Linked DNA regions of Anser cygnoides: region 1 is linked to region 2. The links are chromatin contacts, called in public Hi-C maps. All regions are on one chromosome and are shown on one strand. The core of a region is the stretch at or near the end of the contact, and the rest is flanking DNA. Distances in the headings are between cores, read along the strand shown. Region 1 overlaps MAPK14 (mitogen-activated protein kinase 14). Region 2 holds the start of SRPK1 (SRSF protein kinase 1).

The links. Hi-C and Micro-C count contacts between places; a contact is called where the count stands out from the background.
Region 1: a contact with region 2 is called in a Hi-C map of liver, with 12 times the contacts expected there. The contact joins the enhancer-like site here to the promoter of SRPK1 in region 2. A contact is called at or near these places in 3 of 7 Hi-C or Micro-C datasets (all in liver).

The regions. Positions count from the first base shown.
Region 1 is chr25:1,942,592-1,945,899 of Taihu_goose_T2T_genome, forward strand. It overlaps MAPK14 (mitogen-activated protein kinase 14), which reads left to right. Exons shown (of 11, transcript XM_066983143.1): 8 at 1,072-1,151. It overlaps LOC136786946 (a long non-coding RNA gene), which reads right to left. Exons shown (of 2, transcript XR_010826589.1): 2 at 1,020-3,308. Among named protein-coding and RNA genes, the nearest start is that of MAPK13, 5.7 kb to the right of the region's middle. Within about 2 kb of position 1,555, at least 1 of the 3 cell types and tissues checked has open chromatin away from gene starts, as enhancers often do. A contact at or near this core is called in liver, where this site is marked.
Region 2 is chr25:1,897,734-1,901,216 of Taihu_goose_T2T_genome, forward strand. SRPK1 (SRSF protein kinase 1) reads right to left here and starts at 1,407. Exons shown (of 16, transcript XM_066983105.1): 1 at 1,095-1,407; 2 at 923-983. The coding sequence starts at 1,392.

The DNA of each region.
Region 1 (3,308 bases), core at 305-2,804, 45 kb after region 2:
TTAGTATATAGACTGCTTTTATTGAAAGGAAAATTTGTAACTAGCTTGATAGGCTTTTGAGGGCAAATATAAACATTACGGACAGTCTGGAATCACCAGTGGGGTTTGAAGGACAGCACGGAGGATAACTTGGAGAAGAAGGGAGATTATTCTTTTAATGACTTTAAAAAGATACCTCCTTACTATCTGGGGTTTTAGACACATAACTGTCTTTAATGTTTTTTTCATCGAGTGTGTGTTTTGTCACATATCCCAAATACTGATTTTTTTTTTTTTCTGCCTATTTAAGAGGGCAGCTCAGAATGGTAAGTGGCCTTGTGGAGGCTGTTTCCTGGATTAAAACACTCTTTGCATCTGCAGTGCTGTGACCCAAGAGCTTTCTAGAGGAGAGGTCTTAGATCTGAGCCTACCTTGTCCTTCGGGTGCTTCTCGCCTCCTGCCCTGCAGCAGCTGGAGGGAGCCAGCACCCTCTGCCGGCCGCAGAGCCCCATCCTCCAGCGGCTGCTGTGGGTGCGAGGAAGGGGTCCGGGATGCCAAAAATCCCTACCGCAGCAAAGCTGTAGGTGGTGAGCAGGGTCCAGTCACGTTCTTAACTCTCAAATTTTCTGCGTGGCTGAATTATCTTATAAGGTGTTCACAAAAGGCCTCGACTTTCTTAATACTAGTGCTTACACTTTTCAGTCTTCTGCTTTGTCTGTTACTAATCCAGCCTAATCCTGCTGACTGCTTCTACTTTGGTGTGGGGCTAACAGGGTGAAGTGAGCATGTAAAGCCATCCTTTGCCAGTGGGGCAAAAAGCTTGGGCTTGTGCTCCGCGATGGGTAGGGATGCAGTGACCAGCTCGATGCATGTGGTGCATTGCTAGTCGAGTTGTTCAATCTGTCTAATACAGATGGAGCTGTGTAATAAGTGGGTATGCAATTTTGTTCGAGAAGAATGAATACAGTTTGCTTAAAATAGCTTTTCAGTTGAGGCCTTGGCAGGCATTAACTTTCAACATTAATAGGCTGATATTTTGCGCGCTTTTCATTTTGATTTGTCCCAGCATTTTCCTTTATGGTCCATCATTAGATATTGATCAGTTGAAGCTCATTTTGAGACTCGTTGGAACCCCAGGGCCTGAGCTTTTGAAGAAAATCTCCTCAGAGTCTGTGAGTTTACACTTTGATTGTAATATCTGCCCTTTCGGAAGTCCCAAGTTTGTGTGTTGCCCTCCTGTAGTCTGTCAGTAGTATATGTTGAGATTTCTTTTTGTATTTTTCTTTTGTCATTCTTCACTCTTGGATGGCTTTGAGTTCATATGCTGTGTGTATCTGATCTTTATTTCTGTTAACTCTGCCTGTGGTATGATTTCTTCATTCCATATTCTGTTTTTACTGCTTCGTGACTTTTTTTTTTCCAGTTTGTGGGTTTATACTTTGTGATATATTGTATGATCAGATGCTGCTGGGAAAGTATTTTTCACAGCTAAGAACTTGAGGCTTGTCTCAATTATTATTTCTCCAGATTGCCTACCCAAGGATCTTTCTGGGGAGGGAAACTGAACAAGAGCAAGTGTTACCTTCTAGACACGCACAGTCCCTTCTGTAGTATGGTTAATTCCTGAAACACTGCTGCAACCATCTCAGGCTTTTGTAGCATAAGAGCTAAAATGCCTTTTAGGTGCTTTTACGTGTATGGGGCCCTTTTGTCAAGATAATCACAAAAAGCTTTCTACAGTCTCCTTTTTAAAGGGCAACATCTACTTCCAGCCATATTGCCATGTCCTCATTGTTTTAATCTTGGATTGTGAACTTCTGCAAAGACAGTTTTAAATGGCATTCGTTTTTTACCTGTTACTGAAAGTAAAGTGCAGAAAAGGCAGAGCAAAGGATGGCGTAACAGCACAGATTAATGAGTCAATCTGTAGTGGGCAATGAACTCGTTTACAGGTAACTGAGGACGTACTTCAGCAAGTCGCTCGCTGCTGTTTCTGTTAAGCAACAGGGTCAGCGTGGTGGAGAGCAGTAAGATAATTTTGTGCTGCACCTCATGTTCTTTCTCGTGTAACACTTATGGTAAATGTGAGGTTAGCCTTGAATTACATTTCAGGAAGGTAGAAGTAGCGCAGGTTGGAACGGATTGGTAGATTGACCGAATATCACACCAACTTCAAACATCCAGGGGCGTCTCTTGGAATGGTAGAAATGATTAACGCAGGTCACTGGGGCTGCCTGCGAGCTGACCTTTTGGGACTCTGAGGAAGGGTAGGCTGGTATTTGAAGTACAGCAGATTAGTGAGAGAGACAAGCTTTAAAGGTTGGCTAGGTTAAGCAAAAGATTAGTTTGTATGCGTAAGATTTAAACGATCTTTTTTCTTTAGTATCGTGCAATAAAAAGAATAATTGATCTTAGCCAGGTTCAAATCAAGAGCGTTTTTTAAAAATGCAATAAAGTATTGTCTCTACTAAATTTTTCCATTGTACAGAGATAGCAAAACTATTTGAGGGCCTTAAATGTGTCACTGTAAGAAATTCTGTATTTGTTTTTCTGCTGCATTACTTTGGTATCCTCTTACTTTCTCTGTCCTGTTCACTGGCATCAGCTAACTCTTATGTCTTATGCAATGCTAATGTTTTGCTAATTTTGCACTTATTGCCTTCTGTCACTTCGCCCACATATCAAAGTGCATTCAAAGCTGTTTAGAAGGAGGTGTTAGTTGTAAGCTGATTTCACTTTGCACCACAAGGAACTTAAATACTTTCTATGCAGGAAGAAAAAAGCTGGTAACTAGTGCGGAGGATATGATTTTTGTTTCTGTTCTAATTCTGTTCTCTAATTTCGTTTTCCTGAGGCTTTATGTAGCTGCAGCAGCCTAGGAAAATTTTTGAGGAGTAGATTCATCCAAATAAAATGTCTACTCCAGTGGCTTAAAACTGCTGGGAAATGTGAAAGCAACCATGTTGTAGTGTAATGCTACTTATGGCAGACAGAAATACTCCTTTCTGTATTGACGCTGTTACCAACTTAATAATTCTCCATTGTTTTAAGTGTTCACTGGTGCAATTGCTAAACTTTCACAAGTATTTGATGGGGAAAAAAAAACAGTAGACCCTGCCTGTTTGGCATGTGCCTTGTGATTGGCAGAAGAGATGCTTTGTATGCAGCTGTTTTCTGTTTAAAATGGTTTTTGCACTGTTTTTAACAAAGCCCTTGACTAGGCACTTAAGATATTAACCAGCTTCAGCAGATCATGCGTCTGACGGGAACACCCCCTGCATATCTCATTAACAGGATGCCCAGCCATGAGGTGAGACCTGAGCAGATGA
Region 2 (3,483 bases), core at 157-2,656:
CGAACCTTTTGCTGGAGACAAAACCAACCCGAGAAGTTCTAAAAAGACGTGGGATTTGTCAGAGGAAGTGACTAAGAAAGCGCTACGGGTCTGAAGACAGACACCCAGAACCTCCCGCCCACCCCGAGCCTCACTTCGTGCACCAGCAAGCGTAAAAGCTGGCGGGTACGGAGCTCCTACAGAAATAAAGGGCATTTACAGAACGGGCTCGGGGATTTACATCGCCGCTCACTGGGAAGGAATCCGTAAGCAGCACTGAATGCAGCACTTAGGGCGGCCCGCTGGAAGCCGTTGTTTAGCGTTTAGTCGAGATCCTTTAATTTTTTCCTATCTGCATCCAGCCGTTCACCGCACAGAAGGCCCTGCAGGGTTCCTGCGGTGGGAAGGAAGCCGCACGAGAGCATCAAAGTTAGAGAAGGACGCGAACGAGGCGCTCGGCTCCTGCGATAAGACTTTAAAAAGGGGGGGGGGGGGGGGGGGGGGAAGGAGCAAAGGGAGGCCGGTGCCTACCCCCAGCGGTCATGGGGCTGCTCTGAGGGGGGGGGAAATGGGCACCTACAGCCCCGGGCTGGGGCTCGGAGCCCCCTCACGGACCTCCGAGCGGCTCCAGGCGGCTCCGTTACCCCCCGGGGCTCCCCCCAACGGAACCACAAGCGGTAGGGGAGCGGCGGGGCCTCCCCGTCCCCGTGAGGAGGAGCCGAGACCTCCCCCCACCCCGAACCCGAGCCTCCCCCCTTGAGGCCCGGCCTCTCCCACCCCCCTGGAGGCCGAGACCCCCCCCCTCCGAGGCCTCCCCCCCGTTACGGTCCCGCCAGACGGTGCTGGGGGGGGCGAGCTCCGTGCCCCTCCCGCCCGCCCAGGAGCCCCCTGAGGAGACCTCGGGGGGGGGGGGGGGGGGGGGAAGGCCGGGCCCCCCACTCACTTCCTCTGCGCCTTCTCCTTCTTGGCCTTGGTCCGCTTCTTCCGGGCCTGCAGCGCCAGCACTGCGGGGAGAGAAGGAGAGGGCGGTGAGGGGGGCCGGCAGGGAACCGGGAGGGGTTACCGGGGAGGGGGGGGGGGGGGGGGGGGTTCGGGGCTCCCCTCCCGGCCCGCACCTTTCCGCTCCATGGCCGGCAGCCCCGTGGGCCCCCCGCGCATGCGCGCCGCCGCCTCCCCCTGCGCCACGCCGGGCCGCGCCGCGCACGCGCCGAGCTTCGCGCGCCGCCGCCGCCGCCGCCGCCGAGCCACCACGCCCAGCGCCGCTCCTGGCTCCTCCCCCCGGCCCGAGGCGCTGCTGCTGGAGGCGGAGCGAGCCGCGGAGGCCACGCCCCTCGCTCGCTGCAGGCTCCGCCCCCGCTCGCGCGCCGCGGGGAGGGGCTCGCAGGGAGCCGGCGCCGCCTCCGGCAGCGGCATGGCGCGGGGGGGGGACTGGGGGGAGGGGGCGGGGCGCCGCGCGTGTGACGTAACGCGGCGCGTGTGACGCACACGGGGCGGGGAATGGGAAAGGGCGGGACAATGAAGGGGGCGTGGCTTGGAGGAAAGGGGCGTGGCCAGGGGCGTGGCCAGGTGCCCGCGCCCGCGCCGGGAACGAGCGGGAAATGGCGGCCGGCTCGGGGGGGGGGGGAGGGGCAGAGCTGGGGGTTTTGGGGCAGGATCTGGGGATTTTGGGGACGAGTTTGGGGATTTGGGGGCCGGATCTGGGGCCGGGGCCCCCGCCGCAGTCCCCTGGGCGCGCGGCCGGGCTGGTGGCACGCAGGCGTTGGCACCACTGTCTCAGGGCGTTACACGTTTCCCGTAGAACTTCTCCGAGCCCCGTTCTGTTCAACACCATTTTAGTCCTAATAAAAGGGTCGTAGCTTTGTTAGGAGCGCTTGCTGTATCCCCTCGGGTTCCTACACTAAGGGGTTTTGGCCCTGCGCAGCCGCCCGGTGCTGCGGGGAAGCCAGCAGAGGGAGTCGCGGCCACCCAGCGGGGCCCTGAGCACGAGCGCTGCGCGTCCTCGACGCCTAGGACAGGGCATTTGAAAGCATGGCCGAGAGCAGGGGCCCTTTGGCATCAGGTTATAAGTGTTTTCCAGGGAAGGTAGGTACGCACGTGGGCGATTTTGGGAGGCAGAAAAGGCCTCTTCATAATTTGTAGGTTTTGCTTTATTACACGCTACGAGCTCTGGGAATGATGCGTGTAGTTCCTCTGAGCCCCTGCAAAGAGTTTTAAAGTGAGAAACTGCAGCACAAAATGTCATGGTATTAACGCGACACAGAAGGACAAGCTCACTCCTAATTTTCAGCCTTTGCACAACTGGGATTCCCAGTAACGGTGAGCTGCAAGACCTCAAGCACGATGCAGTCCCCCCCACTAGTATCCTACAGCAACTCTAGGAAAGTTCCTGCCTCGAAGTCCCAACAGAAACAGCACAAAAACTGCAGGGATCTCAGTACTCTGGCAGCCTCCTCCTGCAGAGGGATGTGGTGCCCCACATTTGTACTAAATGAGCGCTGCAGTTGGCTCTAACGAGGTGTAGCTCCCACCTGCCGGGGCTGCTGCTCTGTTCCATGCTTCCTGTGGCCCGGGGCCAGGTTTCTTCATGTGAGGACTTCACAGACGGCACGTGGCCAGATTGGGAAGGCAACACAGCAAAGCAAGGACGTAGACAGGGATCGCAGACCCTCGGACGCTTGCTTCCACCACCACGTGCCGTCACAATCTGAGCCTCGCGCAGAGGTCTCCTGCAGAAGCAAGATACTACTGGCGGGGGAAGGAGCACCTCCCCTCCTGCTAGGTTTCTTCCCTGACTCTTCTAATCTGGGGTAGCACTCTCAAAGGTTTGCCAGGCCCTAGCCCAAATCCAGCCCTCTTTCCCCAGACAGCCTGGCACTAGCAGAATGAATGCCCCCGAACTGTGCCCGTCCGTAACCGCTCCATCTGGTCCTCCCTCATAGCTCCCTGTGCGGCGTGACACCCCGCAGCACGCTGCCCTGAGAACTGCTGCTGCCGCCACGCTCCCTGCGGCTCCTGGGGCTCCTCCACTGCTTTACGTCTGCAGCCATTCATGCAGCGAAGCAGTGTGTTAATAAAACGCCAGCAGGGTTGGCAGCTTGCACGCGCTTTGCACGGTGTGTAACGATAACGTGCGTGGTGATGTTTTGGGATCTGTGTCCTCTAATTCGCGGTGCAATGGGAGAGCTGCCTGGGTTGCTGCAGCGTGTCCTGCTAGGAAAACATCGTGGCATCACGCTAGCTGGGAAGGGCATTAAAAAGCTGCTGTCTGCACAAAACAACTGGAGTTGTTGCAACTAGGTCAGGTGAGAACATCAAACTGCCTGCAAGCACACGATTACAGACAGGCCTTTGAACTCCGACTTCTGTGGCTTTTTAGAGGTATAGGTGGAGTCCTCGGCCATAAAGTACGTGCTTTGTCGCTTTGCAGCCTGTGTCCAGGGATTTGTGCTTGGCTAAACACAGAAGCCTTCTGTACATGTGCAGGAGCAGAGTTATGGCGCCGTG